Regions from separate parts of the Mus musculus genome. Here regions 1, 2, 3, 4, 5 and 6 are each linked to region 7. A link is a contact called in public Hi-C and promoter capture Hi-C data. All regions are on one chromosome and are shown on one strand. The core of a region is the stretch at or near the end of the contact, and the rest is flanking DNA. Distances in the headings are between cores, read along the strand shown. Region 1 holds the start of Wdr25 (WD repeat domain 25). Region 2 holds the start of Slc25a47 (solute carrier family 25, member 47). Region 3 overlaps Yy1 (YY1 transcription factor). Region 4 overlaps Gm33682 (a long non-coding RNA gene). Region 5 overlaps Gm40572 (a long non-coding RNA gene). Region 6 holds the start of Yy1 (YY1 transcription factor). Region 7 holds the start of Ppp2r5c (protein phosphatase 2, regulatory subunit B', gamma).

Region 1 (3,966 bases), core at 895-3,394, 1.6 Mb before region 7:
GAGGACTTACCATATCAGCTCTAGATGGGAGGTTGTCTCTTTATTAAGGAAATGCTATCTAACCCACTACTAATACAATATGGAAGAAAGAAAGAGGTTATAACCAGGAAGTTATCTATTATCCCCTGTAACAAAAGCACTGGGATTGTAAGAAGTCAAACCGCCTATTCCAGAGCACTCACAGCAGGCCTCTGACGAGAAGCCTACAAAGGCTCCTCCACCCGTAACTCTCCTTTGCAGGCCTTTTAATCTATGGCTCATTTGGAAAAATAGCACTGTTCTAGATGACACAGTAGTCTTGTAAAGAAAGGGGGCCCATTATCTGTGAGCATATAGGAAAGAGAAGGATTTAGACCATAAGGAAACCATCACAGGGAAGACACACAGTCTCTGCAGCCTGAGGGAAGAAAGCAACACGATTTTAGGGGCAGCTTGGAAAGAAGGTGGCCTAGGAAACTTTCTAGATACCTTGGAACTGTAGTCTCAAAGAGTAGATAACAATAGTTGCAGATTGACATGATCGCAGAAGACAAAACTTGGGGATAGATGATGGTGGTCTAGTTAATGAAAGGTTATTTTCCCAACTAAAGGCATTGGAGATTGAACCCAGAGCCTGGAACATGCCAAGTTAGCCTTTTAACAGTTGAACTACAAGCCGAGCCCTATGAATACTACCTTAAAAGAGAAAGACACTAATTTACAAAGACAGACATTACAGACTCTGTTGTCACAATAAGAATGTCAACGTATTCAGACACTGACCACTTAAGGAGGCCAGATCAACCGGAGCTTTGAAGATGCTGAAGGGCAAGCTCTGAATGCAAACAGGTCACTGGGCACCCACCACATCTACTCAAAACCAGGGCATCACCTGAACCTGAGTCAACTAGATGAAATACATGCACAACATCCCAATCCAGACACACACCCTCCTCAAGTCTTCAATGCTCTCATATGAGGTAGGTGACCCAAACCAAACCACTGCAACAACAGAAAACACGCTGCTAGCCTAGCAGAGAAGGCAATACGTACCCTGGCTGTGTAGTCCAAGGGTGCTCAAGCTGGACAGCTGAACATATGAGACTGCCCAGCCAGGGTGGAGGTCTTTAATACTCTCCTCTTCCCCTTTCAGTTTCTTTGTTTGTTTCTTTTTTTTTTTCTTTTTTTTTTAGAAGAGACTATTGTTTTTCTTATCTGCTTTGCCACACCCTTTCAGTTTCACTTACTGAGGGGTTTCCTAGAAATCACTCAGGTTCCCAAAAGCATTTGAGCCATTTGCCCAGCTTTCTTCAAGAGCAAGTCCAGCCACTGGCTAGCTACTTGGGCCGTGGGAGGAGGCGGCTGAGGCCAACCAAACTCTCAAGAGCCCGGAGCTACTTGTCATTGCATTGCATCAGCTGTCCCTTTCTTCAGGTTGACCGCCATATGACCTCCCCACCCTCTTCCTTTCCCGCCCCCACAGCATCATTGCAATTGTGTGTAGTGTAGCGACAAATAGGACGGGCATATCGCTTTGTACATCACTGCCTTCCCGAAGCAGCCTTGCTCTGAAGTTGTGCACTGCAGCGGAAAGATAGGCTTTTAATGTTGGACATAGAGCTTGGTGTGCTATCATAAAACCGTGGGCAAGTAGCGTTCCTTCTCTGCTTCTCTTTAGGATTCCTCATCTGTGAAACGGGCACCAGGGGCTTTACAAACACTTCGTACAGGGCAAAGAGATCCTACAGGGCAAAGCCCAGGCGGTGGGAAACGATGACAGGCTGGGTGGGCGGCGCCGCCGCAGCCTCCCGGTCCCTCGTGGTACAGGTGCCCAGAGAACAGACAGCCCGGTTCCGAGCTGGATCCTCGGGGCGCGGCGCCGGGGCGTCAACCGAAGGCCCCGGCGCCACCTCGGCATCCCTCCCTCGCTCCCGGCGCAGTGACCACCCCCTCCTCACTTACCGGCGGCCCCCACTTCGGCCCCACCAGTCAGCACCCCCAAGTTCAGCCACCGGTACCTCTTGGGCGTCCGTGGAAACACCAGCCGGCTGGAATAACTTCCGGTCTCGGCATGCCGCTATTGGCTGTCCAGGCAGAGGAGGGCAGAGACCATCTCCGATTGGCTGAAATTGCTGGCGTCGTGGTGGAACGCGACTGGGCGGCCCGAGTGCTGGCCGGACCGTTGTAGGGGTGGACCAAGAGCTTCCGTGTGTGTGTGTGTGTGGTGAGCGGCGGGCCCGGGAGGGAGGGGGCCGGGATGTGGCGGCCGCATGCTTCTCGCTTCTTAGCGCCGGGCTCAGCTCGCCGCTTGCCTTCCTGTTCTTCCCGTTCATTCCTAGAGTGCTGTGCTCTGAACTCTTTACCCATTAGTGTTGACAGCTTGGCTAACTTACTCATCCTTCAAAACCCGTGTCTGTTTTTTGTTTCCCATCCTGTATCCATGGCCTCTGGGGCAAGATCCGTGTGAATTTCTACCCACATCAGATCTATCATAGTGCCTAACACAGAGTAGGAAACTAGGACCCGTGTGTTGAACGGGAAAATTCTGTCTTTAACTTTCCCAGTTCCCTGCCCCATCACCTTGCTGTCTGCAAATTCATCCAGATTGAGGCTTCTTGGACAGTGAGCTAAGCACACAGGACACCCTGCCCCATGTATCCGTGCTCCCTTTAGCTTTTCAGTATTCGACTTCAGTCCTCAGTCCTCTTTTTCCCCCATTTAGCCTCTTCCTCTTGGTTTCACCTCCCCCCCCCCCCCTTTCTCATGGCATTTTTTGGACTTGGGTACAAGATGGCTACCATCATCTCCTAAACGGTGTGCATCTCTCTCAGCCGTCTCCCTTCATATATGTTTTCTTGACTCACCCTTGACTCCTCTTCATTGGTATTGGTTCTGTTTTAGTCACAGTATTGTGAACACCTTAGTTCCCTCAACCTCTTCAGAGCGTCACACTGGTGTAGTCTCTCTGAGACCTGTCTCAGCTCCAGAAAAAGATGCAGTCTTGGGCCCAGCTACCCTGTATCCTTTTCCTTTTGAGTTCACAAGTCCACGACATCGTCTGGCTCACGAGTCAGGGATGTTTTTGTCTTTCTATGGCTTGGGAGTGTGATGAATGAAGGACATCATTTACTGTTTTGCCTACTGTGGCAGATGTTGAGTGAGAGAATGAAATCTATGTGTGGTGCATCTGGTGTCCAGTCCCTTGCTGTCGTTCATTTTCTATCCCCTGTGGAGCTGATGAGCCACACTGTCCTCAGATCTGCTATAGGCCTCTTTTGTGAGTCTACCCTGCAGATAACCGTGTAGCTTAAAACCCAGGCTGTGACCGAGCTCTATATAGTATGGTGGTGGGAATCAGATGGGTTTCATTTGAGGAACCAGGAGATTGGCCTCAACTCCCTGCTGAATATGTAGAGATCAAATTATTTGCAGAGCATGGGTCTATCTCTGTGTGGTTAGTCTCTAGTGGGATCTTAGTTTGGTTGGAGAGTGGAAAGCTGGTTTTAGAAGTCCTTTTTCGAAGATGTTTCTAAATGTGGACATTGTTACCTGCCTGGATTCAGCTGCTGGTAGGAATGATAGCTACAGGCATTGGATGATGAGCAGACTTGTATGGCAGTGGGATTCTTAGGGCAAATAATGCCATTAGGGGACAGATGTGGAAGGCTTTGAGTGGAATTTTGGAGCCCAGTGTGTGATCTGACATGGTGATATATACTTGTAATGCCAGCACTCTGAAGGCTGAGGCAGGAAGACTGGACTAAGACCAGCCTGGCTTACATAGTGAGTACTTGTAATGGGCTAGGGAGGTTCATCTGTTAAAGACACTTGTTTTGAAATCATGAAGACCAAAGTTTGGATCCCAGCACCCATGTAACAAGCCATTTCACACTTGCTTGTAACTCAACCTGTAAGAGGTCACAGACAGACTATGTCTCGAATAGATAGAAAGTGAAACAGCACAGGACTCCATCTTCTGGCCTCCTT
Region 2 (4,115 bases), core at 400-2,899, 1.6 Mb before region 7:
GAGTTCCAGGACAGCCAGGGCTACACAGAGAAACCCTGTCTTGAAAAAACTAAAAAAAAAAAAAAAAAAAAAAAATAGCAGGACACTACTAGGCCCACTCTTTTGAGAGTCTCCTGTGGGTTGTCATAGCTGCTATGCTTCGACAAGCAGCTGCTGGGTTCAGCTGGGAGCAGCTGCTGACCCACACCAGTCCTTGCAATCACCTCTGGGCTTTTCCTGGCTGTCAAGGGCTCTCTGTTTCACTTCCAGCACATCAGGTCTCTAGGACAGAGACTAGGTTGTTGTGTTTACTGAGGAGTCCTACGCTTTGGTACCTGGCATGTGTTAGTTGCATGCATCAGGAGCCTGGACAGGTGGGCTGCTGTCCAAGAACAATGACACAGTTAGAGGAGTGTCGGTGGACAGTGGCAGCTGGACCTGACTGAGATCATGGAGGACAGACACCAAGATCGGCAGAGAGAGAAAGGTGTCTGGGGTAAACTGGGGTCTTGGGCCCTACTGTTGGGGTGGATGCCCTAACCATTGGCAATATGGGACTGAAGGGGCTCGGTCCTCTTAGGTGGATAGTGTGTTTTAGGTTCCCTCATTATCCGAGGTCCTAGCTTCTTGAGTGTAACATCTGGCTCAGCTTCCTCTCTAGAGCGACAACCCATCGTCTCCCTCTCGACCTTCTGTTAATGAATTTGGCTGGCGATTCTGCAGGAACCCAGCTGGAGCTTGCTCTGTGTGTGCACAGATTTTGTGGGTGCAGAAGCAGAGGTTATAGGGAGCTCAAAGATCTTGTCACAAAGCCAGATGTCACAAAGCCAGATGGCAGTGTCAACTTCCAACCAGATGCTGAGCCATGCCCCTGCACAGGCCAGGATGGACATCGAGGTTGGCCTTGGACAGGATGCTTTCTGGCCTCTTCTGCCCTCTGCCCTCTGCCGTGGCAGCCAGCACTGACGACTTGTCTAAACATAGACAAACTGTCAGGGCGAGGGGTCATCCCTAGTTTGAAACCAGCCTGTTCAAGGCCAGCCTACGGAGAACAGAAAAACAGGTGGACACGTGGCCTCCTGATGCCCTGCCCTGAGGGTCATTCAGACAGAACTGCAGAATGCCCCATGTCAGCATGCCCCTTCCCTTCATTTGGCAGCTCTCTGGCTCGAAGGCCCCCTGTAGGGCTGCAGCCTGCGTCTTTGAGCCCCTGAACTGAACTAGCAGCCGTAGCCATAGAGACAAGGCTGCACTTTCTGCATCGGCTGGCCGCCATCAAATAGATTGGCTCTTAGGTAGTGCCTGCCTCAGGCAAGTCCCCTTTGGGGTTTTGGTGGTTCCATGATGAGAACAGGCTTTTGCTTTCCCTCCCTTTTAGGGCTGGAGGTGACATGTAAAGTGGGGTACATCTCCGAAGGGACCACTGTTTATGCCATCACCATAAGCAGTAGGAAGCCCGGCCTAATCTGAGTCTGGGGATAGAGGCAGACTTAGGTCTGGGAGCTGGCTACCTCCCATGACCTCTCACATGCTTTCCCGATGCTCGGGTCATTGGCACCCCGAACCTTGTGGGGCATGTGAGTGTGGGCATCAAAATAGCCTGTTAAACAGCCCTAGCTCCGCCTCTGCTCACAGGTATTTAAGATCTGCAGGATTTGTAGGAGCCGGCCAGTGTGGCATTGGCAGTAACACCGGAAACCTTCTCATTTTCTGTGCTGTCCATGGATTTTGTTGCTGGGGCCATTGGAGGTATAAGACTTGGATAGAGGGGCGCAGGGGCTGGGGAGGGTTGGGGTGGTGTGCTTGTGTGTGTGTATGTGTGTGGCAGCCCTGTGCAGTCAGGGTTTGAGCAGATCCATGGGCACGGACCACATAGCCTTGAAGATCAGGCAGGAGGCTGAGCCAGTCTAGAGATTCCTGGCTTGGGAGCAGGAACTTGACCCTGTGGGCTGAGATGGCTGGAGTCCTGGGGAGAGACAGAAGGTTCCAGGGAAGAATTGTGTACCCAGGAGTTCTGTTCGCAGGGAGCAGGGGCTAGATGTCAAGCAGGCCCAGCCGGATGGTTCTCTGGCCCACTGAGGCCTACTGCTAACATCTAGCTCCCCTGCGGCTGAAACTGTCTCCCTCAGAGGTGGCTGCCTGCTGGACTCCCTGTGAGCACCATTGATCCTCAGGCTGTGAGGCTACTTTGAGTGAGGCACCCTTGGCCCTGCAGCTATTGTGAAATAGATAGCTGTGGGTGGCTGTTTCTCACTGCTGGGAACAGCCTGGGGGCTAGAAAGGAAAGAGAGTCCCAGCTTCAGCTTCAGGGAGGATGGCTCCTGGCCTTGGCTCTGCTGCCAGGGTCTTGACCTACACCATCCTGAGGCTGGCTGCTCCCCTGAGTGTTGGTGTCACAGGAAGTCACATGGAAGCCACATCCTCCTTATAGCCACAGGAAAGGTCCTAGTCAGGAGAATCCTTGCTCTGTGCTGGGCCTGGGTCCCCGGTCCTAGGGACTTGGACCCAAGCCTGTCCTTGAAGAACTCTAGATCTAGAGGAGGCCATGGAATATGGGGCCTAGCAACAAGGCCATGGGACGCAGACCCTGATCAGCATGTTTCTGGGCGGAGGCACAGAAAGGAGGCCTAAGAGAGGATGGCTTTGAGGGTGGATAGGAGTTGGTAAAGTGTTTAAGAGATGTATCGGAGCCTCCTGTCAGGCACTTGCTTTATATCCTGCCCCTAGGAACTCCCTCTTCTGCTAGCCCATGGGTCTTGCCATCCTTAGGATCTTTTGTTTTTGTTTTTTTTTCGAGACAGGGTTTCTCTGTATAGTCTTGGCTGTCCTGGAACTCACTCTGTAGACCAGGCTGTCCTTGAACTCAGAAATCCGCCTGTCTCTGCCTCCCAAGTGCTAGGATTAAATATCCTTAGGATCTTTACCCTGGGGTAGAAAGCCCAAGCACTTCACTGGCCCCTGAGTTTCTTCAAAGGTTGTGCTGGCTGTATTATGGAGGCCCTGGTTCTAGAAGTAGCAGAGGGGCAAGGAAGGCATCGTAGATCTCCTGGTCCAAAGCCAGGGTTGGCATTATCAGCCTCTCTGCAAGACGAGTTAGCAGCTGTGTCCACTGTCCTCAGGTAACCAACCCACTCAGACCAGGGAATGGTTACTTAGTGGCAGGCCCGAGGCTCTGACCACCAGGCGGCCCACTGCCTGGGTCTGTGTGGGTGCTTAGAGGGCAATGGTAGGCAGTTTTGTTGTACAGAGAGCCAGATGGCAAGGAGTTGCAATTGTGTAATCTCCTGAGACATGACCCCCAGTGGCTTAAAGACCTCCCGCAGGCTCTGCCACCTCTCACACGTGGGCCTCTTGGGGGGGGGGGTTTATGCCACCACAGCAGCGGTGCACACTGTCCCACACTCACCTTCAGTTCCAGGCAACGTCCAGGGCAGGGGTCTGGGCTGCCGCCTTGACCTGTGTTCAGCATGTGCCTCTCCCCGAACCCTGGGATGTGGGGGTGTCTGCCCCCATCTTCCACACAAACACTGAGGCTTGAGGGCAAAGTTTACGTGGCTCAGAGACAGGGTTAGCCAGAGCGGAGCCAGGTGTTCTCCCAAAATGTGATGTCAGAGGGGAGGCGGAGGAATGTCTGTCCTTGGCATGGCCATTGGGAATAGCCACTGTTGGGCCAGGGTAGGGAGTGTCTAGCGAGCTTGGTAGGTGCATCCTGAGCCACAGTTACTCACCTGCAAAACAAAGGATGTAGAGAGGAGGAGCCCAGGCAGGGTCAGCTGGAGGTGGGGGAGAGGGGCTTACCTGAGGCTACCTCCTCCGTTCCTTGGGATAGGCTCTCACTGCTGACAGGGCCACCTCCTGCTGCTTCATGGGTCCCTCTCATTGCCTTGCAGGAGTCTGCGGTGTTGCTGTGGGCTACCCTCTGGATACAGTGAAGGTACAGCAAAGGCCCTGCCTTGGCTTAGATTGTGCTCAGTGTCTCTGGTACCCAGCTCTGGTCATCAGTTAGGATGCTAAGAGGACCTAGCCTCCCCGCCTTCTCCCCCCACCCCCCACCTTACTCTAATACTATTGATGGTTCCCTACGGCCCTTGGGACTCTCCATCTTTCTCATCCTGTGCCTTGTTCTAGAAGGAGCT
Region 3 (3,658 bases), core at 304-2,803, 1.6 Mb before region 7:
TGTCTCCTAATTTTAGCTAGGCAGTTCTTTATTGTATATTTCCTTAAAGCTGGACTGTGATATCCTGTAGGCTGCTGGGTGTGGTAAGTGAACAACTACCTGTAATTCCAGCACTTGAGAGGCCGAGGCAGAAGGATTGCCAGTTCAAGGCCACCCTGGGCTCCATAATGAGACCTTGATGCTGGCAGATGATAGCTGAGTGATAATGGACTGTCTCAGCAGCTGAGGTCCTACATCCTGGTTCTAAGTTTATTGTACTGGGGAGACTTGTACTTCCTAGCTTACTGCCAGAAGACTCATCTTTGCTACATCCAGGGCTCTGCTAAAACTGTTGGGAAGATGCTGCAGATGTGACTTGTGGAGTTCAGTCTTTGTGGTGGTGCTCCTTCCACATGTGACAGGATGAGTTGGAGGTAATGTCAGTTTAAGCAGCGTGTCTTTCAACATGCCCTCCAGTTTAATAAAACTGAGTAGCAAGTAGAGTAAAAAGCTGTTGAGGGTGGCTTTATGCTTGTCTTTTTCCTTTCAGTATCTTAGGGTTTTTTGGTTGAAAGATAATTTAGAATATCAGAACCTTACGGGTTGTTAAGCATAAATAATACAATTTTAAAGAATGAATTCAGTTTATTGAGTGTGGTAGGTAGTTGGCGCTTACAGTTCTTCCTTATCATGCCAGAGGCCGAGCCACACGGTTGTCAGGCTCCTGGCCAATCTGCGATACTTGGTTTGGACCCTCTCTCAAAGATCAAAGAAGCAAAAGGATGAGTTTCATTTCTAACCATATGACCAGTGATGATAGTAACTCATTGCTCAGGGGTCTGGTGTGCTGTCTTGGACTCCTTGCAGCTCTGATAAAAGAAGGGTCGTGCCTGCTTACAGAGTAAGAAACCGAGGCTGAGAAGTTAGTGATTTGCTCAAGGTCATAAAGATAGTAGAAGTCAACTCCAAGTCATATATCCATCTTGTCATTTGTCCTCATCGTGTCTGGGTCTGTAAAGTATCCCAGTCAATGAGAGAAACGCAAGCAGTGTTTCTTGATGCTGGGGTGGGGTGGGAATGACCCCTTCATTTTTCTTTTGCGTAGCTTCTGAGAGAAGAGCCAATCTTGTTATGGACAGTTGTGTCTTCCATTGATGAAGTCTTAGGTTTGCCCAAATGCCTGGTAAATTTTCGTTCTAAAATTAATACTGAATATTAGCACACAATTTCTAAAATGATAACTAGTTTGGGAGTGGCCACATAGATCTGTCACCAGCACTTAGCATATGGAAATAAGATCGCAAGTTCAGGGCTAGTATGGGGTATATGGTAAGAACCTATTTCAAAGACATCTTATTAAGACTGGAAAGAAAGCTGAGCAGTGGTGGCATATGCTTTTAATCCCAGCACTCATGAGGCAGAGAGACAGGACAGGAGGCTCTCTGAGTGCCAGGGCAGCCTGGTCTACAGAGCAAGTTCCAGGATGGCCAGGGCAATGTCACATAGAAACACTGTCTTCGGGAGGGAGGAAAAAGATTTGAAAGAAATAGAAGCATTCATGAATTGCTGCTGATTCATGCTGATCTGACCTCTAGGTGGTGCAGTAGCACCAGTTGCTTCCTGCTACTCTGAACTGAACCCCAAACTTCAAACTCACTGACATGTAAGAGACTAGTATGAATTATAAGTAGAGACAGGCTTTTGAGAACAACAGGCTCGTTAAAAACCTGTAAACAGCAGACACTTAAGTAATGCTTGCTAACTGGAATACTAGTAATCTAAAGTGTGTCTGCAGGGTTGGAATTGGGAAGAGATTGGTCATCAGGCATTGTAGAAGTTCTCCCTGTTTTTAGACATGGGAGGTTGCTAGCTTGGCAGTGTAAGGAGGATCCAGATACTCTGTCCTGGGTTTGGGTGGACAGAGTAACCTACTGAGAGATGTCATAAGTCATTTTTGGTACATTGTTGCTAAGAGGGACCATTGGCTTAGTTACAGTTTAGCCAGCAAGCTTCATGCAGGAGTGTGAGGCAGTCCAACTAGGGCTACAAAGATGTTTTTGAAATTAAATTAAATTAAATCATAGTTTTCTAGAGCACAGTTTTCTTGCTCCTTGATCATACGCAAGTTTGTAAGGAATGCTAGGAAAGAAATCTTTCAGAAAGACCAAGGTTGCTGGAGGAAGTAGAAGATAGACTGGTTCTCAGTTGACAAGCTACAACCAGAAATAAAACTAGCGGTGGTGACAAAACCCTGTCTCAAAAACAAAGTAAAATGAAACATCCTATAAAAACTGTCATCTCCCTCTAACCACCAAAACACCAGCAGGAGATGCCTTCCGCTCAGTGTCAGTGCACCTGTTTGATCCCAGCACTTGGGAAGTGGAGGCCTGCAGATCTCTTTGAGTTCAAGGACAGCCTGGTTGAAAGAGGGAGTTTAAAGGCAGCCAGGGCTACACAGAGAAACCCTGTCTTGAAAAAAACAAACAAGGCAATTCTGCCTGTCCATCAGCCAGTAGTAGTAGCCAGTGCCCGTTTGTGGTTTCCTTTGAGAGTTTTTATTACATGGGTATAAATGACTCTGTATAAAAGTATAATGTGTACTTCCAAAATTAATATTTCCCAAAGATGGTTTGTGTCTGTATGATGTGGGCCCATTTTGTATGTGTGTGGTTGTTTGTTACTGTGTTTTTTTAAGATGTTATATATTTTTGAGCAGCTGATTTTTGTTGCCTTACCCCAACAAAATAATTAATGTGCAGTTGTCAGGGCTGATGATCTTTGTGGGGTTGTTAGTTTTTATTTAACAGGGGTAAGTGGGACGAGGAGGTGTTTGAGTCATATATGATAATGGTGCTGGTGGTGCAGTTCCAAGCCATACCAGCTTTGCCAGAGGCAGCGAGCGAGGCAGGCTTTCCAAGCACCAGCACTTTTACTTAGAAGCTAGAAGAGAGCTCGCAGTTGAGCAGTCTGGGCAGCTTGGTCCTTTCTCCGTTGTAGAAGGGGAACACCAGGAGCTTAGTGTTGGTGCTACAAGGGAAAACCTCAGGGACGATTTGATTTATGCTTACTGAGTGTGACCCACTCCTACAAATCTGTCTCTTTCTCTCTCTCTCTCTCTCTTTCTCTCTCTCTTTTTTTTTCAATAAGAATGAAGCCAAGAAAAATTAAAGAAGATGATGCTCCAAGAACAATAGCTTGCCCTCATAAAGTAAGTAATGCGAGGGGAGTGTGGTTAGACCTCTGCTCAGGCTGCAGACAGGGTGTATATAAGGAGTGTGCCCTTTGAGTTCCACTTTTGTAACTGAAACAAAGTAAGCAATTAGGGCTTTGGGATTATAAACACGGTCTTCATTTTGTTTGTTAGTAAAGGACACTTAAGATATGTTAAATGGGGCTGCTATAGGGGCCAGTGTTCTTACTCCTGTATATTGACTGTACTGTGTTAGGACTATTTCTTTTTGGACCATTAACAAGTCAAGTCTTAAGACCTTGGGTTGTACTTAACCCACAAGTCTTTATGAGACTCTAAGCTTATAACTGAAACTTGGAAATTACTTTGGATATTGTTAGAATAGACTAAATAAAGACTTGGTAATTTCCCTCAGTTTTCTTTTTACTCTGTTAATTGTGCTACTAGAAGGGTGCATAACTGTTTTCAAATGCAGCTGGTTTTTTAAAG
Region 4 (3,830 bases), core at 460-2,959, 1.7 Mb before region 7:
AGAAATACAGGCAGATGAGTTTGTTTGGGGGCTTCCATTTTCTTTCTCTCCTTTTGTGCTTTCTTTCAATGACGTTAGTTGTAGGCACATACTTTGCTATTGTTTTTAGCCCCAGGGCCATAATTTGCAGTGTAGCATTCTACTCAATACCCCAGACCCACATTTTTCTGTTTTTGAGATAAGGCCTTGCTATGCAAACCAAACTGGCTTGCACTTGTGACCCTCCTTCCTTAGCCTCCAGGGCACCGGGGATTACAGGCTTGTGCCACAATGCTGGGCTCAGGTACACAATTTTATTTTTGTATGGACCTGCATGTATAGTTGCATACATGTTTACATGTGTGTACAGACGCACATGCTGCATATACACATGTGCGCGGGAGAAGAGCAGAGATCAGTGCTGAGTGTCTTTTTCCATCACTCTGCACCTTGTTTGTTTGCAGATGGGATCTCCTCCTGAACCTTCTCAGCTAGACCGGCAGGCGGGTCAGTAAGCCTCCTGGATCTGTCTGTCTGTCTGTCTCATCCCCTCCCCTCCCCTCCAGCAATGGAGCTACCCCACCTTGCCTGGTTTTGATGTGGATGCTAAGGGTCTGAAGTCAGCCCCCCTGCCTGGCCCTCTTTGCCTGCAAGCATCTTAAATCGCCCAGTCCTTTCTTGACTCCATGTTTGACATAAGGATAAGATAAGGGTTCGGCTGTTAAACCTCCATCCCAGCACACTTGACTCCCTGCCTGGTCCTCACAGGGGAATCCAAACGCTGGAACCTGTATTGTCCCTTCCTGTTCCTCCCGGCCTCTTGGAAGGAAGAAATGACCTTGAAGATAATAAGAGCACTTTGCAGAGTGCTAGTGTACCCCACCAAAGGCACCCGTGACAGCTGCTGAAAGGATTAACACATATATATGCACATACATATACACATACATATACATATACATATACAATTTTAAGTACACTGGGGCTGAGTTTTCAGGCATGCATTCATGCACACATGTGGTTGCAGAAGCCTGAGGAGGGCAGAAGAGGGCGCTGAATCCACTGGAACTGGAGTTGCAGGCAGCTCTGAGTCAAACTTGTGTTTGCACACCTCAGCAAACCCACGAGACCAGTGTCCACAGCCAGCATTGACCAACAGGAAGAACCCAGGACCCCGTGACAATGTTTATCTGCACATTGTACAAGCCACCTTTCAGAACCAACCTCACCTGACCTGTCAACAAACAACTCCCCGAAACATCTCAACAGCTTATTGTTAGGAAACGCGTCCACCCCCATCAGGGTGCGGATGACGGTCTCCAGAGTCCAGGAGAAACAGGTCCAAAGCAGGGATCCTTGTACTGTATATAGGGTAAAACATAGCTCTTGCTGGCAAAAACATGTTGGTTTTGATGGTTTCTATTTTGGTTAAAGATGAATTTGGGCCAGGCTGTAATGATTTAGAAGCCACTGTCTGAAACCTCAGTCCTTGCACACATACATACCTACATAACACACATGACTTCTAAGGCAATCTATCAGGCAGGGTGTGGTGACACACACCTTTAATCTAACACTCAGAAGGCAGGACAGATGGATGTCTGTGAGGCCAGCCTGGTCTACTTAGACCTCGTCTCAGAAAAAAACAAGTGAGAGTGTTCCCAAGACTGTCTCACCCCCAGAAGACTTACGGTAGCTATGACAAAGCTGACAGAGCCCTGGCCCAGCCTGTGGAAGGCCCTGAGTTCCTCTGCAAGAAAGAGGGGGAAGGGAGGAGTCACAAATGCAAGCAGCATTTCCTGTACAAATGTCAACGAAGGGAGGAAGTGAATGTGACGTTGGCATGCAGCTTCCTGGTGGACAGGATAAAAGAGAAATAGGACCAGAGGCTGGGACTGGAACCACTCATGCTAAGAAGGTTATTTTGGGCTGGCAAGAAGACTCTGTTTAAAAGAACTTGCTGTTCTGTCCAAAGACCCAAGTTCCATTCCCAGCACACACATTAGGTGGCTCACAACCACCTGTAGCTCTTGAGCATCCGCACACACACACACACACACACACACACACACACACACACACGAAAGAGAGAGAATTAAAAATAATAAATACACATATTTTTTTATTTTTTAAGGCCAGGGGCAGACAATATCTGCAAAGCAGAAAACACCTGAGTGTGCCCCTGACAACAGAAAAACAGACTGGAGGTGAACACCTTCCCCTGGGAGTGTCTGGGCACTGTGTGGTCCCCTCTGGCTTCTCCATCCTGTGGTCATCAATCAAACCTTCATTGATCTGATTTTCCCCTGTTGTTCCAGGCCCCGAGGCCAGGGAAGGGCCTCCTTCAGGGGCTTCCTCCAATGGGCAGCTTCTTCTCTCTCCTTCTCTGGGTAGCATTGGGGTGGGGAGAGCAGACGAGGTGCTGAGGGCCATCAGAGCCCCCTGATAAAAAACACATCTTTAAGAAATACTATCAGAAGCTGGGTGGTGGTGGCGCATGCCTTTAATCCCAGCACTTGGGAGGCAGAGGCAGGCGGATTTCTGAATTCAAGGCCAGCCTGGTCTACAGAGTGAGTTCCAGGACAGCCAGGGCTATACAGAGAAACCCTGTCTTGAAAAAGCCAAAAACCAAAAACCAAAAAAGAAGAAGAAGAAGAAGAAGAAGGAGAGGGAGAGGGAGAGGGAGAGGGAGAGGGAGAGGGAGAGGGAGAGGGAGAGGGAGAGGGAGAGGGAGAGGGAGAGGGAGAGGGAGAGGGAGAGGGAGAGGGAGAGGGAGAGGGAGGAGAGGGAGAGGGAGAGGGAGAGGGAGGAGAAGAAGGAGGAGAAGAAGGAGGAGAAGGAGAAGGAGAAGGAGAAGAACAAGAAGAAGAACAAGAAGAAGAACAAGAAAAAGAACAAGAAGAACAAGAACAAGAACAAAAAGAAGAAGAACAAGAAGAAGAACAACAACAACAACAAGAACAAGAACAAGAAGAAGAACAAGAAGAACAAGAGCAAGAAGAAGAAGAACAAGAACAAGAAGAAGAACAAGAAGAAGAACAAGAAGAAGAACAAGAAGAAATAGTATCAGTTGCTGAGGCTTTAGGGAAGTTGTGTATTGGAATGTTGGGAGAATGTCCACTCACCTTTGGTTTCCTTCCAGACAGCTGTTAATCAGTTCTGTTCCGATCTGCCTTCCTCCCAGGGTACTGGGGGAAGCCACTGGGACGTTATCTCATGGCCAGGTTTAGGGGACCTACAATGCCTTTCACCCACCCTCCATGGAACACCAAAGCTTTCTGCATCCCATTTTGGTACCCAAGCCAGGTTGCCAGGGCTCAGTTCTTACTGTGCCTTTGTCTTTAGGCCCAAGGCAGCCTTATTGACCCATCTCTTCATGTACATGCAACCTTTCCCACCCAAGCAGGCAGGGAGAAGCAAGAGGCCCTGCTCAGGACTGCTTCAGGAAGCTAGCTCTGCCGTGCTCTCCCATGAACCATGCAGTAGGTAGAAGAGGCCTGCCACCCACTTCCTGGTTTTGCAGGTCTCTACCATGGTTAGGTGCTCCAGGGGTTGTCCTACTGAACTGGGGCTGTCCTACTAGGCTACTAGGTTCACTTAGCAATATTTGCACTGTGTCCCCTCCTCCAGTGGGCTTCTGTCCCTCCCACATGAAAGCAACTCCTGCTTCACCCCTTATCATCCTTAATCAGGTAGCTTCCTTCTGTGGTCTACACCCTCCATTATCTTGCTGTCCACAGAGGCTCTTTCCATGAAGGGACCCTGGAAATGCTCTTTGGAAAGCAACATGCCGGTCCTTGTAGCTGGGCCCCAGCCAGCCAGCTGCAACCTCTCCCACTTCCCACTTCTGT
Region 5 (3,774 bases), core at 486-2,985, 1.7 Mb before region 7:
AGGGCAGACACTCAGTCACACTGTCCTCACTGCAGCATATGGGAGCCAGGGCCAGAGGCCCATTACTGCCACATCAAAAACAAACAAACAAACAAACAAACAAAAAACAAAACAAAACCAAGCAAATGAACAAACAAACTCTCAGCCGCCATCCCACCAGTTGCCAAATGAGAGATCTGAGGCCAGATGAGAAAGCCACATCTCAGGCAGGCAGGAATGGAGACAAGCAGACCTGTAACTGGACCGAGCCCCTAACCTCTGTTCTGGAGAGCTGCCAGGGTCAACGTACTGCCTTACATTGATCACCCATCTTGATGCCTCTATCTAGGTTCCTGTTCTGCCCTCCAGGCACCACCTGCCTCCTGGTCGGGCCCAGGTCAGGGGTTAGAAAACATAAGCTTTGCATGAGACACCTCCTGCCCAGAGAAAAGCAACCAGGTGGTGTCCTCAATTCATAGAGGAGAAAACTTTTGAGGCCAAAGATGACTGAGGTATCCAGACATGGTGCAACATTCCTGTAACCCCTGGGCTCAGGAGGCTGAGTCAGAATTGCAAGGGTGAGGCCAGCATGGGCTCCAGGGTGAGACTCTGTCAAAGGAGAAAGAGAGTTTGGGGTGTTTTGCAGATATACGTGTGTATCTCTGGTGTCTCCAAGAGGCACGTCTTAGCACACATGGAGCAATGATCCTGTGAGATTTTAAAGGAGCTAAAGCATTGTGTGGCCAAGCACCATGGTAACACATGCATCTCACAGTCTGAAGTGATGCTGGTATGAGCTGATAGGTAAATGCACGCTATATAATCATGTGCCGTGAGTCACAGTGGCTGACGGGAATGCCAAGCTGAGCGGTTCTGTGATATGTGTGGTTCACATTGTCATTTTCCAGGGTGTTCCTTGTGTTACTAGCAATAAATCACTGAGGCTGTCATCAGTGCACCCCAGGGGTAGACACCTTGCCAAACATCACTAGTGATGTTTTAAACAAAATCTCAATCGTTTGATTTTACCAATAAAGACTCAGGAGCCAGATGCTGGGGTGAAAGATTGGTAGCTCAGAGGGGCAGAGAAAGCGCCCAGCTGACCCTCCTCCTCAGCTAACATCCTGTTCTCCTTCTCCACACATCTCCAAAACCCCTCAGACTCAATATCCCGCCTTTCTACTTCCTGTGCATCTCTCTATCTGTCCTCCCGACTTCCTCTAACTCTGTGGATTTTCCTCTCTGTTCACACTCTGCCAACTGGTTGCTTGCCCTACCTCTTGATCTATGGTTGAATCTATTTAATCCTGTCTCTGATTAACGGCGTGTGCCAGGGCTGAGCCACACCACAAGTAGAAACAGGTTTTTTTCAGTAAACAACACAATCTTGGGGTGATCCAATAAACTGTGACATAATCCCTTTGTGTCTAAATAAGGAGGAAAGATTTTAACTCTAATACAGTGAAACTATTTACAACAATGAAGCTTTTTCTGCCAAGTTTTCCACAATGCCCAGTTTAATTGTATCTGGCAGCCTTAAGATTCATTATTTTTTAGTTCAAAGTTCTATATAATGTTCATGTCTATCTCCTATGAACCCAGAGCAGTTAGAATGTTCTGAGCAGTTTGTAGTCCAAAGCTGAGCTTTGGGTGGTATTTGTCGCCTTAGTGGCAATCCTGACTAGGTAGAACACAGCAGACAACCCAGAGGTGTCCAGTGTTTGTACAGAACGTGGCAGCAGAAAGGGCATAGGGCAGTTTGCCGAGTGGATAGTGTCACCACAATCCGGGTGGATTCATCGTTGTAGGTCCCTGCCATCGACTCAGAGACCTCACAGGTTACTGTTAGGAGGGGTAGAAAACATAAACATTCTAAATCCATATTTTATAGATCTCAGAAAGGGTTGAGGGCCACAATCTGTTAAGTATATCCAAGGCACTTGGGCTTTGTTCCCAGTTGTTTCAGACTCAAACCTGAAAACACGTCCAGGAAGCTGGGGGAAGCTTATTTTCAGGATTAGTTGGTACTCTGGGTGATTACTGGTGTCTTTGCCAGAATCCAAATGTACATAATAATCTTATAGACTTTGAGATAATATTTATACCTTAAGAAAAGCTTTAGAGAAGTCAAATGAAAACCAAGAGATTATGAGATCAGTGGCAATAGAATATTCCCTGATTTTTTGTTTTCCTCTGTCCCACACCGGGCGGGCGGTTCTTCTGATAGGAGACTGAGAATCGGATTTTCCTTTAACAAGCACATATGGGCCTAGAGGAGGAGAGCCAAGCTCCAACCCCAAAGCCAGCTTTAATTTTTGATTGAATTGGGACCACATAAAGACCGTTTGTCATTTATGTCTGTAGAGGGCAGCAGAGAAGACCTGGAGGTGGGCCTGTTTACCCTTCCTTCGTCTTGGAACATTTTCTCTTGATATGTCCTCTTCCTTCAAATGTGTCACCTGTCCAGGGGTCTCCAGGTTCCTTAGTTGGATGCTTTTATTCTCTTGGAAAGACATAAACGAAATCCTGCCCCAAGCCTAACTCTGGGGGTTCCCTTTTTTGGCAGGTTATATATTTCCTAGAGGAAAATGTGGTTGGTTTTTTTTTTTTTTTTTGGTTTTTTTTTTGTTTTGTTTTTTTGTTTTTTTGCAACAAAACAGTATTATCTTTCAATTGAAATTTTTAAAAAATTTCTTTTTGGAAACTATACCTTAGTATGTGTGGATAAGTATGCCTACATTCCTATTTCTCTTTATATATAAATAGAAGAAAAGCCTGTTTCTATTTTCAGATCACAAAGGACATTCACTTCGAATTTCAGCCTGCCTTTCTTTCACAAGCAGCTTTTAAATTTAAATCACTGCAATTCTTATTATGTGCCTGCCTCTGCCTCTCTAAGTATTGGGATTAAAGATGTGTGCTTCCCAAGTGCTGGGATTAAAGGTGGCTATGAACTCCTTATAATAGTCACATTCACAGGGTTGAATGGGTTTTGTTCAGTTCTGCATTTCCAATTTGTTTGTTTGTTTGGTTGGTTGGTTTTGTTTGGTTTTTTGAGACAGGGTTTCTCTGTGCAGCCCTGGCTGTCCTGGAACTCACTTTGTAGACCAGGCTGTCTTCGAACTCGGAAATCTGCCTGCCTCTGCCTCCCGAGTGCTGGGATTAAAGGCGTGCGCCACCACGCCCGGCTCCCCTTACTTTTTAGTAAGTGATGGGTAAACATTCAAGTTTTTCACATGTGTAATCTATCATCCTTGCTGGTTTATTCTGACCTTGTTCCTTGGCAAGTTTTAATATTCTAGTCTTAATTAAACATGATGTGATTTGTCCACTATTTTATTGTTTTCAGCCATTTTGTCTGTCTTGTCTGTAGGAGCCACATAAAACCTGATGCCTTTGCTAGGTTTTCCTAGGTTTTATCCCTCCCATTCGTACCTCCCAGGGCCAGATAGCTTTGCCATTTATCTGCTAGTTAGTGGTTTCCCATTTTGAGGACCATATGACTGCTATCCTATTGCACGTGCAGCATGAGTTGGAGAAGATAGTTAGTTGGCTTGGCTTTCCTAGTTGTTTGTCTTATAGCCAGTGCTGCACTAATTCTGTGGTCCTCCCTCAGCATTGGCCATTCCATCCCCCAGTCTATAGGCCACCATGAGTGGTTTAGGGATAGGAGTTACAGACAACTGAACTTCCCTCAGTGTGGGAAGGCACAGACCCCTTTGCTACCATGTCCTGGTCACAAAGGAATTCAAATAGGTACCAGTTCCACTGTAATACTTTCCTTCCATGGGAAGA
Region 6 (4,023 bases), core at 365-2,864, 1.7 Mb before region 7:
CCCAACTGTTTAAGTTTGGCCTAAGATGCATGTAATGCATTTAGAATACTCTCCTGCCTCAACACTAACAACTCCGGTAGATAAAAGTAATCCAGAATATTCAACAGATGAAGCTGACCGTTAAATCTAAGAAACAAATAAGATACACTTGGCTCAAATTTTCGGTTCTTGGAAAAAAAAAAGGCAATCTAACTTTATGTTGCTTTAAACCACACCTGGTCTATCGAAAGGAAGCACAGAAGAAACACTTCACTACAATGTATCTTAAGCAATTTGATGATTTGAACAAGGAAAACCTAAGCTGTTACTTATAATAGGGAAATCACAAAAGACATGGAATTTTCAAAGAGCTAAATGCAAAGACTATTTAAAAGGAATATTTTTAAATAGTCCTTTTCGGCAAAAGGAATGTTTATGAGCGAGGAATAGGCGAAGCCTGTGTCAAGTTATTCAAAGATAGAAGGGAGTTTTCAGAAAGCTACAATAGTGGAGTCGCTCGACAGGAGCAGCCAGACCCTTCGTTCCAACAGGCACCCAACGGCTGGGTCTCCGGTTTCCGCGGGTCATAAAAGAATAACGGACACACTTCCAACGGTGAACCCTAGGCTGCGCGCGCCGCTTCCGCTTGCCGCGGTCGCCTTCGCGCGCCGCCCACCGGCACGCGACCAAAGAGCCCGTGGCAGCACACGGTCGGCTACGCCGTCCGTGCCGCTACCGCACGAGACCCCGAGTAACGAGTAAAGGCAAAACGAACGGGAAACCAAAAATCAAGCACAGGCGTTTCTCGTCAGAGCAGACTTTATTGCGGCCACGCGGCCGCCGGTCGCACGCCCCGCCGGCAGCACGCCAGCCCCAGGCGCGCGCCCCCCTTCACCCCAGCTCGTTACCGTGCGCCTGGGTCGCGCGGAAAGTTCGCCGGCTCCCGAGGCGTAAGGCGCAGCGCCGACGCCCCACTCCTGTCAGCGACTGGGGCCCCGGAGCGGCACTTTTGTCACTGTTGCACCGCGGACGCCGGGGTTCGCGCGACGCCGAGCGCCGTAAGGCGACGGCGGCGCGGAGCTGACGTCACGCGCCGGGGGGGCCAGCCAGCGCGCGTGCGGGCCGCCACGCCCCCTACCCCAGCGGGGGCCCCCCCAATCGGGAGGACCCTGGTTGGGAGTAGGCGGGGCCCCGGCGCCTCGAGGGGCCCTGCGATTGGTAGCGAGGGAGGAGCGAGAGCCGGAACAGCGAGTGGGGAATCGGGGACGGGGCGGGGCCGAGAGCCCCGCGGAAGTCTCGCGAGGCCGAGCCGGAGCAGAGTGTGGCGGCGGCGGCGGCGGCGAGATCTGGGCTCGGGGTTGAGGAGTTGGTATTTGTGTGGAAGGAGGCGGAGGCGCAGGAGGCAGGGGGCAGCGTAACGCCGGCCCGGAGGGCGGGAGGAGGCGCGGCCACAGCCAGGGCAGGCAGCCGAGGCGAGGCGAAGGCAGGCGGGGAAGCAGGACAGGCAGCGGCCGAGCGAGCGAGCGAGCCAGCGCGGGGCGCACCGATCTCGGGAGGCGGGGAAGCCCCGCGGCCGCCGCGCCCGCCCCTTCCCCCGCCGCCCGCCCCCTCTCCCCCCGCCCGCCCGCTGCCTTCCTCCCTCTGCCTTCCTTCCCCACGGCCGGCCGCCTCCTCGCCCGCCCGCCCTCCCTCCCGCAGCCCAGGAGCCGAGGCCGCCTGCCGCGGCGGCCGTGGCGGCGGAGCCCTCAGCCATGGCCTCGGGCGACACCCTCTACATCGCCACGGACGGCTCGGAGATGCCGGCCGAGATCGTGGAGCTGCATGAGATCGAGGTGGAGACCATCCCGGTGGAGACCATCGAGACCACGGTGGTGGGCGAGGAGGAGGAGGAGGACGACGACGACGAGGACGGCGGCGGCGGCGACCACGGCGGCGGCGGGGGCGGCCACGGGCACGCCGGCCACCACCATCACCACCACCACCACCACCACCACCACCCGCCCATGATCGCGCTGCAGCCGCTGGTGACGGACGACCCGACCCAAGTGCACCACCACCAGGAGGTGATCCTGGTGCAGACGCGCGAGGAGGTGGTCGGCGGGGACGACTCGGACGGGCTGCGCGCCGAGGACGGCTTCGAGGACCAGATCCTCATCCCGGTGCCCGCGCCGGCCGGCGGCGACGACGACTACATAGAGCAGACGCTGGTCACCGTGGCGGCGGCCGGCAAGAGCGGCGGCGGGGCCTCGTCGGGCGGCGGTCGCGTGAAGAAGGGCGGCGGCAAGAAGAGCGGCAAGAAGAGTTACCTGGGCGGCGGGGCCGGCGCGGCGGGCGGCGGCGGCGCCGACCCGGGGAATAAGAAGTGGGAGCAGAAGCAGGTGCAGATCAAGACCCTGGAGGGCGAGTTCTCGGTCACCATGTGGTCCTCGGGTGAGTGCAGGCGGCGCGCCGCCGCTCGGGATGTTTTTGTTTTGAAGGGAAGCCATGTTTTATGTGTGTGATGGGCGCCGCCATCTTCTCCGCCCGGGCAAGTATGGCGGCCCCAAAAGATGGCGGGGGCGGCGGGCCGCGAAGATGGCGGCGCGGGGGAGGGGCGGCGCCCGGCTAGGCCGCAATGGCGTAGTTTGTGCGAGCGGAAGCGGGCTGGGGCGGCGGGCGGGGAGGGAGGGGCCAGCGCCCCTCCACGCCCGAGCCAACGGACGTGCGGCGGGGCCGGTTGAGGGCGCCGCCCCGCGCCGGACCACCCGCCGGGCGTTGACAGGGCCGTGGCGCAGGGCGGACGCGCGCCGCTCCCCCGCCGTCCCCCGGGGGCTGTCGGGGCCCCGCCCCGCTCGGCTCCGCTCAGCTCGGCCCCCTCGGACGCGAAGCGTCTCCCCGAAGCCCTTCCCGGAGCGGGCGGCGCATAGCCCCGCCGCAGCTGCCCCGCGGTCACGCTGGCCCAGGCCGTCGCCGCTGCGGGGCGGGACTTGGGTGGCACGTAGGGCGCTCGTGTGCGGGTTCGGCGGCCGTTGGAACCTGTCACCCGCGCTGCCAACGCGCTCCTCGCCTGATCGACCTAGAACGGGAGTTAGGGGAAGGAAGAGCCACAGCATTTCAGCGGCCTTTACGCGTTGTGAATTTTGTTTTTTAAGTCGTGGGCCCTATGCAGACAGACTGGGCTGGTTTACACAGCTTAGGATATTTGCCAACAAACTAATAAAAATCGCTTAGTTATCAGTATCTCTGGTCTTGTTTTCCCCCACGAAAAGAATAAAAAAAGTGGATAATTTGTTTTACTGATTTAATACGCCTTTTAGCGAAAGTCAGGAAGCCTGTGTAGGGCACCGAAGAGTTCCTTCCCCGCATGAGTAAACTCAAGGTAGAGCCCTGGAAAGGCTGTTGTTGACTGTTCACTTTATCCTAGTACTGTGTTAACAAGCTAGTCAGCTTTATTGTTAAGAAACTACTACTAGACAGAATAATCTCACCATACCTAGTTCATGTAGCCCTAGTGATTAAATTTGATGAATTTGAAAGCATAACTTGAGCCTTGATGTGTAGTTTATTAAAATGTTAAAATTTTGGGAAACGAGTGAAATAGATGAAAAGCTAATCTATGGTAGTATCCAAGTGACGTAAGCTTGATGGGTCTGTGGTTCAGGAAGGAGAAGAGCGTCCTATAGAAATCTAATAGGAAGTGCTCAGGGCGCTGTTCCTCGCTGAATGAATCCCTGGTTATTATCTGCACGGTAGGTTATCAGGAGCTGTATGCTATGTAACTAGCCAGTCCCTAAAAGTTATCCAGTGCCTTCAACACATTTTTTTGGTTGCTAACGGTAGTTTGCATGCTGAGATCTTTAAAAGCTTGTTTTTTTCACTTTTAATAAGAGTGAAATTAAGGAAAGCAGGTTTCGAACTTTGGATGAATTTACCACATTTGGAGTACCGAGTTCATTAACTATATAAAAAACTTACGTTATAAAATAGCTTGATTCAGATGTTTGACATTAGATCTTACCAAGTTGTTAGTTTGCTTTTCTAGACAGAAAAACACTTCGTCAAGTG
Region 7 (3,813 bases), core at 566-3,065:
GTATTTCATGAAATCAGCGTATTTCCTTGAAAGCCCAGACTCCTCCTTGTTCCATGGCCAAAACGCAGTAACTTCAGATCTACTTACTCTTTCCTGATTTAAATTTGTACCATGCTTACTACATTGATAGCGCCTAATTTTAAAATTTCAAAGTAACTCGTGGTATTTTTTTTAATTATTTGTTTCAAGGAAAGTATTAATCCACTTAAGATTCTGTCATATACCCATTCTGTAAAAATACCCATTCCAGTCTGTCACGATTATCTGCAGATTAGTTTTATTTTGGTGAACATTCAGACACCAGCAGACACAACTTACTCTCAGAACCTCCTACAGCACCTCTGGGTTTTGATAAATCTCTCTTTTTTTAACCCCCACAGAGCTTGGGTGAGAACAACCAAAAATGCTTTGCTTGGCATTTACAAGAGTTAAAACAAAAACAAACAAAAACCAAGGGTTAAGATACATCGATTTTTCAGTGCCTTGGCCTGGGTACGTAGCTGAAGTCTCCAGCGTTTGTCTAGCAGGCTCAAAGCTTATGACGAAGGCACCTCCTAAATCATGAGTGAGCGCCTGAAGTCTCCTGCACTCGAAACAGTTCACTCCTACAGTCTTCCTTCTGAGTGCTCCCCCTTAGCATAGGATGTCAGACACTGACAACTCCAAAAACAGGACTGTATAAGTAGCGAATTAGCTTCTTCCCTCATAAAGAGCTACTAGAGAAGTGAGAGAATCAAGTGATCCCTGGTCTTCATGCAGTTTTCTCACAGGCTAACGACCACTGGTAATTAAAGAATAACAAAGACGCAGGGCTGCTCAGACGTAATGGGCTCGGAAAAAAAGCCTACACTGATCTGACTACCTCCCTGGTGGGCCGGGGCGATGGGTGGCAGTGTGCAGGTAGAGTCTCAGAGTGAGCAGCTGATGGGCTCGGCCTAGGTGGATCCAATCCCTAAGACGTAAGGTGGGCGGTGCCTACATTGGGGAAGCCGGTTGCCTTGCGGGTGAGTCTGGAACAGAGAAATTTCGGCGTGCAGGACCACAGGGGAACTAGGCAGTCTACACTTGGACCGCCGTGGGCAGAGTCTGCTCTGGGGAGAGTTCCTTTGCTCGCGTGGGCGGGGACGAAAGGAGAGGCGTGGACTCTATAGGCGGGGCTGAGGCGAGCCCCGCCTCTGAGGCGTGCGGTGGGCGGAGCGTACCCCGGAGCCAGCAGCATTGCCTTCGTGGGCGGGGCCTAATGGCCCAAGGAAACCGCCGCTCGCGCGGTCCCGGGTCTCCTCCGCACTGCACGAGCGTCACCGCTACCAGGCTTATGGGGTAGAGTTTTTCGTGCCTGGAAGGCTACAGAATAGTCGCCATACATCTCACATGTGCATTCCCGCTCCTCACTGTCCTTTGCTCTCCTCCCCGTCCCGGCTCAGCGGCCGTGACTTTATCACCTCCGTTGTCCGCACACGCCTCCCTCTCCCCAGTAGCTCCCTCCCTGATGGCTCCACCAAAACCTTCACAGCCCGGCACACGAGCCGGTCCGCACCGAGGGGGTGGGGACAGGCCGCGCAGTGGGCGGGGCGACGCTGCGGAGCGTTAGGGCACGTGGGGCCGTGTCGGCCAATGGCGTGGCGTCGTTGAGGGCGGCGAGGCGGGGAGAGGGCAGCGTGGGGCCGGCGCGGGGCGGGGCCTGGGGCGGGGGCGGGGCCTGCCGGGAGAGGGGCGGAGAGACGCCGCCGCCGCTGCCGCCGCCGCCGCCGCCGCCGCGGCTGCCGCAGCCTCTGGGAGCCTGGAAAAGGGGAAGCGAGAGCGGACGAGCGACTCAGTCCCCGGGCGGCGGCTGCAGCGGCGGCGGCGGCGGCCGGGGCGGCGCGACGGCCGGGCCGGGGGCGCTTCTGCTGCTGCAGCGGCAGTGGCGGCGGGCGGAGGCAGGGGCGGCGGCGGCGGCCCGCACCAGCCATGCCGAATAAAAACAAGAAGGAGAAAGTGAGTCGGGGCCGGGGGCTCCGGGACCGGGTCTGGGGTCCCCGCGTCGGCGGGTAGGGGCGGGGCGGCAGGTCGTCCAGGCTCGCGGGCGGGCCCAGGGCGCTGGCAGGATTGCATGGAGCTGGGGAGGCCGCTCAGGCTCTGAGGTGGCGCTGAGGTGCCGCGGTCGCTCTGGGTGGCGGCTGATGCTCCGTGCAGTGCTCTGCGTGGCGGGGGCTGGGGTGCTGGAGCGTTCCGGACTCGCCCCAGAAACCCTCACTTGTGAGGTTTAAGGGTGGGAGGGGAGAAAGGGATGGGCCGAGAGCTGGGGTTACGTGTCCCTACCTGGAGTTTTCACCTCCCTCCCCCGCCCCCCAACACAGACATGAAGAGAAACGGAATTTGAAGGCTGCTGGTATTGTGAATATACTCAATATGATGTAGTTTGCTGCTGACATATTAAAGCCATCAGAAGCTCTCAGTGATATGTATCAATTTAGAAACTGCATTTGAGCTGATGCTTAGCGGTCCAAATATTGAGAACACTAATGGTTTTTTGTTGTTGTTTGTTTTTGTTTTTTTGTTTTTGTTTTGTGATGATTCCCAGGAACCACCAAAACCGGTGAAAAGTGGAAAAGGTCCAAAAGAAGGACAAGATACAGCAGAAACAGAGGTAACCTCTGGACAAGCTCATTGTTATTCTTGATCAGCCTTTAATCTAGGGTCTAACACGGAGGCTCTACAAACCAAAGTGTTTCTGAAGTCTTTTCTTATGAGTTACTTATCCCCCCCCCCACTCTTTTATTAAAGTGTGCACAGCGAAACTGACATTTTAAAAACAGTTTTGTGGCTTCTAACAGAGCTCAAGCCCTCCCAGTGAACTGGTCTTAAATGGAGTCTCTAGCTTTAGGGTCTGCCCCCTCGTTCCTTTTCTGTGTCTCTGGCTCTCTCAGTGACTTCCACGGTCCTTGCTTTCCTTGCTGCAGCCTCGAACTGGTGTCCTGGGCAAGCTTCTCTTCTGCTGATGTCTGGTCCTTTTCAACTAAGTGTGGATGTGTTTTGGTGGCTCTAATTTGGGTACTTTTTTTTTTTTTTTTAAACAGTCTTCTATTTCCTTTCCCACAAGCTCCTCCATCCTCTTTGGTGAATCCTGACTTTTCTTGCTTCCTGGCTTTGGCTTATTTCAAGAATATCTGGAATGATCCCTTGGGTCATTTGGTGGAATCTGTGATCCTTAATAGAGTTGTGCCCTTGGGGGATTTTCAGGGCAGGCCCCTTGACCCCCCTTTTTTGGCTTTGTTTTGTATCTCATTGTCTTGGAACTAGAGTGCCCAAGCGAAGAGGCTCAGGCTTTAATTTCAGGGCACCTGGAAGCTGCTCCTTAAGTCTCCCCTCTCCAGAGCCGGATCGTTGAGATTTTACCACAGACATTTCTAATTTGTGGCTGTTCGGCCTCTTCTTCCCGAAAGCTTCATTAGAATGAGTTAAATTCTGCCCTGAAGATAATCTGCAGGGGTTATTTTAGCTCCAGGTTGTCTTCCCCCCCCCCTCAATTTGGTGTGTTCTGTGCCTCCCTCCTCTGCAGCAGGTGGTTCATCCCAGCAAATCTGTTGCCCTCCCTAGAGCTGAAAGCAGAAATCCAAAAGGTTCCTGAAATACCAGTAGATAGGATCGGCTGTGCCAGTCTTTGCCTGCCCTTTCTGAACAGTGGATCGTGACGCCTTTCCTGGGGCCCACTCGTGTCTGACTGCCTTCCACAGCCAGCCCTTCAACAATTTTTACACGACGTGTAGTTGCTTTGCAGGGCATACACCGTGTGCTTCCTTGTCTTGTCATTAGGACTGCTAAAACTTCTTA

Evidence for each region. Promoter capture Hi-C pulls out the DNA fragments that hold promoters and counts their contacts. A called contact is a pair of places that touch in the nucleus more often than the background predicts.
Region 1: a contact with region 7 is called in a Hi-C map of B cells, with 9 read pairs. The contact joins the promoter of Wdr25 here to the promoter of Ppp2r5c in region 7. A contact is called at or near these places in 7 of 39 promoter capture datasets (the 3T3-L1 cell line, 3T3-L1-derived adipocytes, cranial neural crest and 3 more), 1 of 484 Hi-C or Micro-C datasets (B cells), 6 of 115 datasets of contacts at active chromatin or transcription factors (astrocytes, embryonic forebrain, embryonic limb bud and 3 more) and 2 of 9 other capture datasets (adipose tissue and liver).
Region 2: a contact with region 7 is called in a promoter capture Hi-C map of liver, with 3 times the contacts expected there. The contact joins the promoter of Slc25a47 here to the promoter of Ppp2r5c in region 7. A contact is called at or near these places in 6 of 39 promoter capture datasets (3T3-L1-derived adipocytes, cranial neural crest, hippocampal neurons and 2 more) and 4 of 115 datasets of contacts at active chromatin or transcription factors (astrocytes, embryonic forebrain, embryonic hindbrain and 1 more).
Region 3: a promoter capture Hi-C map of embryonic stem cells shows a contact between it and region 7, with 4 times the contacts expected there. The contact joins the enhancer-like site here to the promoter of Ppp2r5c in region 7. A contact is called at or near these places in 8 of 39 promoter capture datasets (the 3T3-L1 cell line, 3T3-L1-derived adipocytes, cranial neural crest and 4 more) and 1 of 115 datasets of contacts at active chromatin or transcription factors (astrocytes).
Region 4: a promoter capture Hi-C map of pre-B cells shows a contact between it and region 7, with 6 times the contacts expected there. The contact joins the enhancer-like site here to the promoter of Ppp2r5c in region 7. A contact is called at or near these places in 5 of 39 promoter capture datasets (3T3-L1-derived adipocytes, embryonic stem cells, hippocampal neurons and 2 more), 1 of 484 Hi-C or Micro-C datasets (B cells) and 3 of 115 datasets of contacts at active chromatin or transcription factors (acute myeloid leukemia, astrocytes and large pre-B cells).
Region 5: a promoter capture Hi-C map of liver shows a contact between it and region 7, with 7 times the contacts expected there. The contact joins the enhancer-like site here to the promoter of Ppp2r5c in region 7. A contact is called at or near these places in 5 of 39 promoter capture datasets (cranial neural crest, hippocampal neurons, liver and 1 more) and 1 of 115 datasets of contacts at active chromatin or transcription factors (pancreatic cancer cells).
Region 6: a promoter capture Hi-C map of hippocampal neurons shows a contact between it and region 7, with 10 times the contacts expected there. The contact joins the promoter of Yy1 here to the promoter of Ppp2r5c in region 7. A contact is called at or near these places in 14 of 39 promoter capture datasets (the 3T3-L1 cell line, 3T3-L1-derived adipocytes, the C10 cell line and 7 more), 1 of 484 Hi-C or Micro-C datasets (erythroblasts), 10 of 115 datasets of contacts at active chromatin or transcription factors (astrocytes, cardiomyocytes, embryonic forebrain and 7 more) and 2 of 9 other capture datasets (adipose tissue and liver).

Annotation. Positions count from the first base shown.
Region 1 is chr12:108,892,128-108,896,093 of GRCm38.p6, forward strand. Wdr25 (WD repeat domain 25) reads left to right here and starts at 2,145. Exons shown (of 7, transcript NM_177602.3): 1 at 2,145-2,186. Wars (tryptophanyl-tRNA synthetase) reads right to left here and starts at 2,047. Exons shown (of 10, transcript NM_001164314.1): 1 at 1,942-2,047.
Region 2 is chr12:108,849,480-108,853,594 of GRCm38.p6, forward strand. It overlaps Slc25a47 (solute carrier family 25, member 47), which reads left to right and starts at 1,650. Exons shown (of 6, transcript NM_001012310.2): 1 at 1,650-1,728; 2 at 3,870-3,913. The coding sequence starts at 1,701.
Region 3 is chr12:108,809,793-108,813,450 of GRCm38.p6, forward strand. It overlaps Yy1 (YY1 transcription factor), which reads left to right. Exons shown (of 5, transcript NM_009537.4): 3 at 3,127-3,187. Among named protein-coding and RNA genes, the nearest start is that of Yy1, 18 kb to the left of the region's middle. Within about 2 kb of position 1,554, at least 33 of the 459 cell types and tissues checked have an H3K27ac peak or open chromatin away from gene starts, as enhancers often do. A contact at or near this core is called in astrocytes and embryonic stem cells, where this site is marked.
Region 4 is chr12:108,759,657-108,763,486 of GRCm38.p6, forward strand. Gm33682 (a long non-coding RNA gene) reads right to left here. Exons shown (of 2, transcript XR_381914.3): 1 at 3,105-3,830; 2 at 2,075-2,421. Among named protein-coding and RNA genes, the nearest start is that of Gm33628, 3.4 kb to the left of the region's middle. Within about 2 kb of position 1,710, at least 63 of the 459 cell types and tissues checked have an H3K27ac peak or open chromatin away from gene starts, as enhancers often do. A contact at or near this core is called in B cells, acute myeloid leukemia and pre-B cells, where this site is marked.
Region 5 is chr12:108,703,981-108,707,754 of GRCm38.p6, forward strand. Gm40572 (a long non-coding RNA gene) reads right to left here. Exons shown (of 4, transcript XR_872978.2): 4 at 1-65. Among named protein-coding and RNA genes, the nearest start is that of Degs2, 3.6 kb to the left of the region's middle. Within about 2 kb of position 1,736, at least 3 of the 459 cell types and tissues checked have an H3K27ac peak or open chromatin away from gene starts, as enhancers often do. A contact at or near this core is called in liver, where this site is marked.
Region 6 is chr12:108,791,683-108,795,705 of GRCm38.p6, forward strand. Yy1 (YY1 transcription factor) reads left to right here and starts at 1,615. Exons shown (of 5, transcript NM_009537.4): 1 at 1,615-2,409. The coding sequence starts at 1,731.
Region 7 is chr12:110,445,409-110,449,221 of GRCm38.p6, forward strand. Ppp2r5c (protein phosphatase 2, regulatory subunit B', gamma) reads left to right here and starts at 1,816. Exons shown (of 16, transcript NM_001373949.1): 1 at 1,816-1,977; 2 at 2,564-2,629. The coding sequence starts at 1,951.